Linked DNA regions of Sus scrofa: regions 1 and 3 are each linked to region 2. A link is a contact called in public Hi-C and HiChIP or PLAC-seq data. All regions are on one chromosome and are shown on one strand. Each heading gives the region's core, a stretch centred on a gene start, on an enhancer-like site or on the middle of the called end of the contact. The rest is flanking DNA. Distances are from core to core; before and after follow the strand shown.

Evidence for each region. Hi-C and Micro-C count contacts between places; a contact is called where the count stands out from the background. HiChIP or PLAC-seq counts read pairs in DNA pulled down with a chosen protein or histone mark.
Region 1: a contact with region 2 is called in a Hi-C map of alveolar macrophages, with 2.0 times the contacts expected there. The contact joins two enhancer-like sites. A contact is called at or near these places in 6 of 47 Hi-C or Micro-C datasets (alveolar macrophages, blood, fetal heart ventricle and 3 more) and 2 of 2 datasets of contacts at active chromatin or transcription factors (alveolar macrophages and skeletal muscle).
Region 3: an H3K27ac HiChIP or PLAC-seq map of alveolar macrophages shows a contact between it and region 2. The contact joins two enhancer-like sites.

The regions. Positions count from the first base shown.
Region 1 is chr13:68,306,871-68,309,807 of Sscrofa11.1, reverse strand. It overlaps a transcript of PPARG not described here. Among named protein-coding and RNA genes, the nearest start is that of PPARG, 56 kb to the left of the region's middle. Within about 2 kb of position 1,302, at least 8 of the 83 cell types and tissues checked have an H3K27ac peak or open chromatin away from gene starts, as enhancers often do. A contact at or near this core is called in alveolar macrophages, where this site is marked.
Region 2 is chr13:68,177,486-68,180,598 of Sscrofa11.1, reverse strand. All of the region lies in intron 5 of SYN2 (synapsin-2), which reads right to left. TIMP4 (metalloproteinase inhibitor 4) reads left to right here. Exons shown (of 5, transcript XM_021069344.1): 5 at 1-796. Among named protein-coding and RNA genes, the nearest start is that of TIMP4, 12 kb to the left of the region's middle. Within about 2 kb of position 1,573, at least 7 of the 83 cell types and tissues checked have an H3K27ac peak or open chromatin away from gene starts, as enhancers often do. A contact at or near this core is called in alveolar macrophages, where this site is marked.
Region 3 is chr13:68,339,200-68,342,476 of Sscrofa11.1, reverse strand. It overlaps a transcript of PPARG not described here. Among named protein-coding and RNA genes, the nearest start is that of PPARG, 23 kb to the left of the region's middle. Within about 2 kb of position 1,971, at least 4 of the 83 cell types and tissues checked have an H3K27ac peak or open chromatin away from gene starts, as enhancers often do. A contact at or near this core is called in alveolar macrophages, where this site is marked.

The DNA.
Region 1 (2,937 bases), core at 53-2,552, 130 kb before region 2:
CCTGAACTAAGTTACAGTGACATCAGCTCTACATAAGAGAACAGGTTTCTTCAGTTTCCGAATCATAGAATTTTAGAATTAAAAAAACCCCCCATCATTAACAATCACTAGGAATAGTATATTTTCTACTATTATTACACTGGAATTGAAGTTTACAAGTCCATATTTTGTAAGTCTGTTTAATGTGAGTCCTCTGGGGCCAGATCATCTCAGTGATTTCATAAAGTCTAGTCTTTGAAGTTGTAGCCTTTGAACCTGGACACTCAGGATTCCTGGTAACCATTTCAAGGTAAGAAGACCCAGTGATGCTCAGACTAAGGGCGTCAGTGAGCCTCTCTTAACACAAGCTTAGTGACAAGACTGACCTTCTCTAATAATAAAATGCCAAATGACAGTGGCAATTTTACAGGATGATCCCAAGAGATTCTACCATCAGGTAATACAGCAAGGATCTTAACTCTAGAAAGAGTAAGACCTACTAAAAATAATCCAGGCTAACAGCATTGACCATTGGGCTCCAGGCTCTCAGATGGGATGCAGGGATCATCCTGACTGAGAGGCCCCCAAACAGTATACATAAGAGTCTCCTGGAGGGTTGTCACAAGACAGAGTGCTAGAGCCCATCTCCAGAATTTCTCATTCAGTAGCTCTGGGGTGGGTCCTGAGAATCTGCACTTCTGCCAAGTTCCTGGATGATGCCGCTGTTGCTGGTCCAAGGATCACACTTTAGATTAATTCTTTATTCTTTTTAAAACACATATGAAGTACCTAATAAGTACCACACTATATGCTAGAGGTAGAAGGATGAATAAAACCCGTCAGTATCTGCCTCAAGAAATCTATAATCTATATTTTTCTGGACATTGTACTGCCTGAGTCCTAAAAGTCAACAAACTTGGACCTTATTGAAAATAAAGTTTAAAAATACATTGTATTGCTTTTAAATAAAGCCAGGATGTTTCTAATTAGTTCCAAATGCTTTAGGAAAACATGTAGTAATCCTACATTGGCAACTCCCTGGGTGTTTCCTGCACTCTTCTGGATTTTATTAACATATGCAAATAATTTGTTACAGTGCCTTCTTCATTTATATATACACCACTCACATATTTGTTCTCTTTCATTATCTACCATATAGAAAAGAGAAGGATTTGATACAAGTACTTTTCCGCACACAAAAACTAGTTTACAAAAACCAAGTAATTATCAACTGACAGAAAAGAACAACATTGCTTGAGCTAAGACGTGAGGATTCTCTTGAAAACATGAATGACAAGTAAGCAATATGCTTAGTCATAGGCATGAGGGTGGCCCATACTTAACAGTTAAACAGCACCTATCAGCTGATTCACAGAATTAATGAACTTGCTTTTGAGGTGGCTACTAAGCTTCTATTTCTAACAGACATATAGTGGCTTCCCATAATATTTTTGGCAAAAAATAAAGTACATAAAAATGTTATGATCTGTGGACCTGCCAAAGTATTAAGCATTGCTTATACATCTTAGGCATATTTTTTTAATGACATGATTGAAAGATTCTTCTCATTTCAATTTATTGGAAAGCTACTTTAAAAGTCTGGAAGAACTACCTCATTGAGAGACTGGATAATTTGTCTAACATCGCTAGGACAATAAAAAGACACAGTGAGAGGTAATATTCAGATATTTGATTACATGAATCAACTACTAACTCCTATCCTTAAATTTGATAAGATTTCCTAGATAGTTGACATTTAGGAATAATAACTTTTTTTCTCTGAAGGAAAAAAGATGGCTCAAGGAAGAATTACAACCTGTGTGGATATTTAAGAAAACAATAAAGACACATATGGGAGAATACGTCCTTTCCTATCACTACTATTTCAAACGGCTATTTTCGTATTTGGTTTCACAAAGGTTGGCTTATACAGAAATGGGGACGTGAACACTTTAATTTTATTTTTCCTCTTCCTGATTCCCTCTTTCAAATTGCAAGTGTGTTTACTATTCTTAATAAGTCTTGTTTTTTAGGGGGCAAGCAAATCAGAAACTAATCTCTCAAATTTTTGCTGACGATGCCTTAAAGAATTAACCCTGAAGGAAATACTGGCATTTTGAAAGTGGACTCCAAACTTTCAAATGACACAGACAGTGTTGGAGGTGGAATGACGGCCAGCGGGGGTGGGGTCAAGGTTAAGGAGTTCTTTCCAGCACTCTGTCATTGCACCTGGCAGTCTGACAGGTATGCTTCCCCATTGCCTTCACTATAAAGGAATAATTATTCCTTAAACATACAGGAAAAGAATATCCTCCTTCCATTCACTTTCCCAGAATCCCTCCTGAAGCAACTTAGAGAGCCCAAGACAAGAACAGTGCTAAGGGGCAACTTTAAATTTTTCTATCTGTCTCTTTAGGGCCACACCACATGGAAGCACATGGAAGCTCCCAGGTCGAATCGGAACTGCAGCTGATGGCCTACGCCACAGCCACAGCGATGCCAGAGCCAAGCCTCGTCTGCGACCTATACAGCAGCTCACCGCAACACGGGATCCTTAACCCACTCAGTGAGGCCAGGGATCAAACCTACGTCCTCATGGATGTCATGGATACTAGTCGGAGTCTGTTACTGCGGAGTCACAGAGGAACTCCCAGGGGCAACTTTAGAATTTAAAACTATCCTGTCTATGACGTCACTGAAGGGAAGGGTGAATTCTTAGAAGCCAACCCTTTAATACAGGTCTTGGTACAATTACCGTGCGACCTGCTGTGTGTGGGAGATGAGCGCACACAGACGTGCCACACTCCCACTCAGGGTATTCCCCTATTTTTCTCCCTCCCTCCTATCTCCCTTCTCCTTATCTGCGGTAAACTGAAGGACTTCTCACCCTGGGTTTATGATAAACTGAACTCTTCAGAGAAGGTCAGGAAATGTGTCTCAAAAAGTCTTATCCACGTA
Region 2 (3,113 bases), core at 324-2,823:
TGGGATGGCGCCCAGGCCTCCTCCTGCCCAGTGCATTCTCTGGTCTATCCTGATGTCCCTGCCATTCTTTGGTTCTTCACTTTTTTTGACTATCAAGACCACCCTTCAGGCCTTTCCTGCCTTCTGCGATTCTCTCCACCATCTCATCTGACCTTTAAGTCCTGCCTGCCCACCTCAGCCTGCCTGAACTCCTGCTCTGTGACTGGATACCTGCCTGAGCTCCCAACGCTCTCCAATATCCCCAGCAAGCTGATGCCAGCTCTGCCTAACAACCTCTGTCCTGCTACAGCCCACACCGTGGCACGGCACCAAGGCATGTGGGGCCCTATCTTCCCAGCATGTGGGAGAGTTACACAGACAACCACATTGATGCCAAGAAGGCCCACGGCAGACTCCCAGAGTCCTGGGACAGCCAAGACTAAAATGGCAGCCAGTTCCCAGGCGCTAGGGGTTCCTGGGAGCTCACACTACCCTCCTCCACCTCCTGCAGTCCCTGTCTGCTCAAAGTCCTGGGTTTGGCATCAAACCCCCATCCTTGGAAACTTAGATTCAGTTACAAGCACACAGTCATCAATTAAACAAAAGTAATATCTGATAAGGGTTATTTCCTCTATGCAGAGACAAAAGAATGGATTTGGGAGCTGGGGGTGGCATTGGCAATGAGTAGGAAGATGATGTTCAGTATAATTGCTTATCCAGTGTATCAGGAAAGACTTAGATGAAATGGGATTTCAAGATCCATCTGAATTTAATACGTTGTCCTTATCCCTCCTGGAAATAAAATGCTTTCATTCAATTCTTGTGCATTTGTCTCTTAAAAAACCCCAGAAAGAGGGACAGGATTTTCAGATACTGGCAGCAATATGGGATGGTAGCATTCTTGATTTCTCTGGAACATGACTTTCATTGATAGGTCTACTTCTGCTCCCAAAATCCTGGTGTGCCTGCCCTGACCAATTTAACGAGATAGTGGATGTGCTCAGAGACACAGTGTACAAGGAAGAGCCTTATCCCAACCCAGCCTAGGCCTCTCCTCATACCAAGAGCAGCCACAATAAATAAATTTAGAAAATACGAACCAAAGTCACCATCTTAGAGGGACCCTCCCCTCACAGTCACCAAATTTGTTCATTCCCATTAACAGGCAGAGAATAACATACAAAATGCCATTAGCATGGCAGCTGCTTAGTGAAAATGAAGGGAGAACTTGGTGTCTGGCCAGGGAGCCCTGCTGTTCTCATGTGATGCCAACGGCAATGTGCTGGGATTGTGAATGGGTGAGAATGTGAACCCTCACCAGATCCCAGATCCCAGGAGGAGCAAAGCCCCAGGCACAGGCTCTCTGATTTGTCCCTGCCTGGTCTCTGGCACAATTTTGGAACATAAAGCAGGGAATTAGTTTCTTTCAGATCCCAAATACTAGTGGGCTGTAACACCAGGCTAGCAAACTTGTGGCAGGTACTATGATTATTCCTAGTTTACAAACAAAGAAACTGGGGCAAAGAGATGTTTAGTCAGAAGGCTGATGAGTGAGATGGCCCAGAAAAGAGCTGAATAGCAGAATTGCCTTATGTGGCTATGAGGGAGCCAAATTCTGACAGGCATTGAAGGGGTGAGGGAGGAAAGGTTTAGGGAAGTAGGGAAGGTCACATGACCAAGGAGAAACTTTTTGTGATCAGCAACTCATTCAAATCACACAGCTCTTGGAGCCTGAAATGCAAAACTCTAGGACTCCAGATCCTTGGGCCAGACAGAAGGAAAAGCTGAACAAAGGGCAGTCCCTCCTCAACTACAGCAGCTCCCAGATCTTCTGACTCCTTGCTCTTTGGTCTTTCTCTCACACTGTAGCTCTCCTTGCTTCCAAAGGAACAGGGAAACTGAGTTAAGGTGTGGAAAAAAAGATCAAGTGCAGAGGTGATGGGTCCATTGGGTTAAAAAGCACTCCCTTCAGGAGTTCCCATTGTGGCGCAGCAGAAATGAATCCAACTAGTATCCATGAGGTTGAGGGTTTGATCCCTGGCCTCACTCAGCGTGTTAAGGATCTGATGTTGCCATGAGCTGTGGTGCAGGTCAGAGATGCAGCTTGAATCCCGAGCTGCTGTGGTGCAGGCCGGCCGCTATAGCTCTGATTGGACCCCTAGCCTGGGAACCTCCATATGCCACGGGTGTGGCCCTAAAGAGCAAAAATAAAATAAAAAGCATTCCCTTCAGCTCCTGAATGGTATAAAGGCTTAGGGTCTGGGAACATCACAATCGGCCACCAGTGCCATGACCCTTGGCAAGCTAGGATGCAATAGTTGAAAAGATTTTTGAAAAACAAGAGGAGGGAGGATGTGATTAGGGGCAGGTGTTTCCTTCCAAGAGGACCAGAGCAGCAAAGTTACAGAAGTTGACCCCTCAGCTGTCAGAGGGAGGCCAGAGCAGCCCAGGACTGTTACAGGCTGCTTTCCCTCCCAGCTCCATTCTTGTCTCCGCTCAAAAGTTTCCATGGCCTCCACAATTTCCAGATTGGCCAAGGACGGGAATACCAAAGTAGCTTCTTCCTCACATGGTAACCCAATTTATGTGAACATGCGATCTAGAGAAACCCTGGCTCTATAACTTGGGAAGTTACTTAATCCTATCTGGGTCTCATTTCTCTGTAAAAAGTAATAATAATGATGATAATATCTTCCTTGTAAGGTTATTATGAGGATTAAATGAAATTAATGTAGGAAAATCTCAAAAGCTGGCAGCATGCAGTGAGTAGTTTTATGCTCCTTACCTTCCTTCTTTAATATGCACATCTCTACCATGAAGGGGCACTTACAGAGCATATAAGTGTCTGATTGATATGTGTGTGGATGAACCCAATGTAAAGTTGCTAAACACTTGGTAGGACTCTAACACTAAAATCCCTTTGAGATGGACTATCCCCCTGGTCCCTACTGGCCTCAGGCCTTTCTAATGATTAGACCTTTCAGAGCCAAGAAACAGGTATTTATACTGCTGTATCCTATGGCTAAGGCAAGAACCTCTAAGTCTATAAGGGCTTCTTCACAGAATCTTTGTGAGACTTTGCTGTGAGGCCAAAGGTCCAGCCTGCTGCAAGGGCAGTCCAGCCTGTGATGATG
Region 3 (3,277 bases), core at 722-3,221, 160 kb before region 2:
CAAAGCCAAAAAGCATGCATACCAGCAGCCATCTTACAAGTTCTGCTGTGGTTTTCACTCTCTTTTTATTTGGGCTCCTCACTCCCTACCACCTTTTTTTGGCCACACATGCAGCATACGGAAATTCCCAGGCCAGGGATCCAACCTGCACCATAGCAGCGACCTAAGCCACTGCAGTGACAACACCAGATCCTTAACCTGCTGCACCACAAGGGAAATCCTCCTGACTCTCTTTTTAAAAAAACTTGCCAACTAAGTAGAAAAAGAAACCTCTTTAGTTTTTCCTAGGCTGCTTTGAATTAAACCCCCACGTGGAGAAAGGTGACATTTATTCCCAATAAATACTCTGTTCTTCAGGCTTATCTTTCCTGGACATTTTACCTAATGCCCAGAGGCCAGGTTCTTGGATTGTCTAAATATAAACAAAATGCTTGTATCCTGTCTGAGACCTCATCTGCCAAGGTTCCACTCAGTTTACTAGATTTATAAGTGGTTCTAACTCTCTAGGCACAGAGGTTGTAGCAGAAGTGGTGACACCGCCTATGTACAGGCAAATAGAACAGCTAAAATAATATCAACAGCCGTCCAAAGAGGAAGAAGCAAATTGGGTTAAAACACCTAGCTTCCTTCTCTTTTACCACTCGATTCTTTTCATTCTACCCCTCTTACTTCAATTTACAAGCTAACCTCTTTCAACACAACCTGTATGGAGAGCACAGTATCTCAGTCACTCGTAGGGAGAGTGCCTGTTTCGAAAAAAATAAACAAATACTTAAAACTGAACAAACTTTTAAGGGAGAAATGAAAATCAATCACCCTTTTCCTTCAAGTTCATAATTTCATAGGATGGTTGATTCTATAAGCTGTGCTACTTATCTTGATTCAAAATCCAGGAAAACTATATGGCTTGCTGGGAACATTCAGGTTTTGGATACTTGGTTGTCTTGCCCAGTATTTCAGCTTCTACCCAAGAATCAGAGAGCCATTTCTTAAAGTCAGCATTTTCATGTCTCCCATGTAAGCAAATACTCTAAATTTTTCTCTCAGGCTAAGGGAAAACCAACAATGATTTGCAGGCTTAAAGCCTGGTAATGAAGGAGACAAAGGTATCCTCAGGTGATCAGATCACTGAAGACAAAGTCCGCTAACAGAGAGATGTCAGCTCTGGTTCTAATTCCTCATCAGAGTGATGAGGAGAATCAGTGACTCCCAAAGTAGCACTAAGTAAAATTAATAATATTCTGGAAAGTCGTATAAAGTATATAAAAGCATACATTTGGAAAAATACTCTCCCATTCAATCCTCTTATTGAAGAACATTAATCAGAGATGTCTCTGTTGATTTTGTTACAGCTGCAACTTTTCCACTGTACGGAGCATTAAAGTTACAAACTGGCTTGCTGGTTGAGTGGTCTGGAAAAGGTATATTCTGTCTCACCCGACTGCTATAAATTCAAATCCATTTCCTCTAGTTCTCAGCTCATTTTGGCACGATACTTCTAACTAAAGGTGTAATAAACTATATTGTCATACTTCAGGGTTTTTACAACTCCATCTACCATATTTGGGTGTGTGTAGGGGGAAGCAAAACACAGAAGGAAGTAAAGGATATTATGGTGACATTTTGTAACCTTTAGCTAGCTGGGGACAACTGAAATCATGTGTTTAAGATGGGAAGCATTACTAATTTGGGATGACATCTTGTGGCTTTTTTTCTTACACCAGCATCACTACATTTGTTCAGAAATAGATTTCTGATTTCCTCAAAATCACTTTTCCTCCTTAAAATAAAACACAATTCCTTTTTATAAAGGCAACATTCTTGGTAAAATTTAAACTGACCAGTGAAGGAAAACTAGAATACTAATTTGTAAGTTCCTACAAAAGATAATTTTGAAAAATCCTAAGATTTCCATTAACTGTCAGTCAATTCCTCAAGTATATAGTTCCCTTTTCACAAAAAACCAACACAGCAACCAAATGAAAAAACAATTTAATGAGGTAGTACAGTGAAAAGTGACTATCTCTAACATAATTAATACGCTCCTGAAATGTCACAGGGGAGACTGAGAAGAGAGATCAAAGAGGAGAAAAATAACCAGAAGCCTCTGTAGTGGTGACATTTTGTAATTCAGCATTCATTCATTCAATATATATTTATTGAGCCATTATAATCAGAGTGTAGGACAGAGTCCTTGCCTCAAGGGTTTACAGTTAGGGAGTTCCCATCGTGGCTAAGCAGTTAATCAACCTGACTAGTATCCATGAGTATGCAGGTTCAATCCCTTGCCTTGCTCAGAGGGTTAAGGATCTGGCGTTCCTGTGAGCTGTGGTGTAGCTTGCAGACTTGGTTGTGGTGTAGGCCGGCAGCTGTACTTCTGATTGGACCCCTAGCCTGGGAACCTCCATGTGCCATGGGGGCAGCCCTAAAAAGACAAAAAAAAAAAAAAGAGTTTACAGTTAGTAATACGTTGACATTTTAATCATTTTTATTTTTTATTTATCTTTAATGATTTTTATTTTTTTCCATTATAGTTGTTTACAGTGTTCTGTCAATTTTCTACTGTAGCAAAGTGACCCACTTAATCATTTTAAATAAGAGGTAAAGGGATATAGGCAGAAATTTTGACTTGAGGACTTAAAATTCTAAAAATTACCTCGGTATCTTTAATTTTTGTTATTCCTACAAGTTCCTTTGACATATAAAGTTATAGGATTGCCCCATCTGTAAACAGATCACAGTTGTCCCAGTCCACAATGCTTAGGAAATTAAGGAATGGAAAGGTGTTTGGGAGCCACTTGCCTACCTGACGCTAATTTGTCGAACATATGGGAAAGCAGAGGCTGGGAGAGGGAAAGTGACTGATTAAGGTCTCTTAGCCGCCATGTCTTTTTTTTTTTTTTTTTTTTTTTTTTAATTTTGGGGTTTTTTTGTTTGGTTTGGTTTGGTTGTTTTTTTTTTTGTCTTTTAGGGTCGCACCCTCTGCATATGGAGGTTCCCAGGCTAGGGGTCTAATCGGAGCTGTAGCTGCCAGCCTATGCCAGAGCCATAGCAACACAGGATCTGAGCCGCGTCTGCGACCTACACCACAGCTCATGGCAATGCCGGATCCTTAACCCACTGAGCGAGGCCAGGGATGGAATCCACATCCTCATGGATCCTAGTCGGGTTCGCTAACCACTGAGCCATGACGGAAACTCCCTTTTTTTATGAACTTTCTTCCAAGTAAGCTATAACTATGGAGATAATTACAACTAGTGCTTTTAAAAAAAAAAAA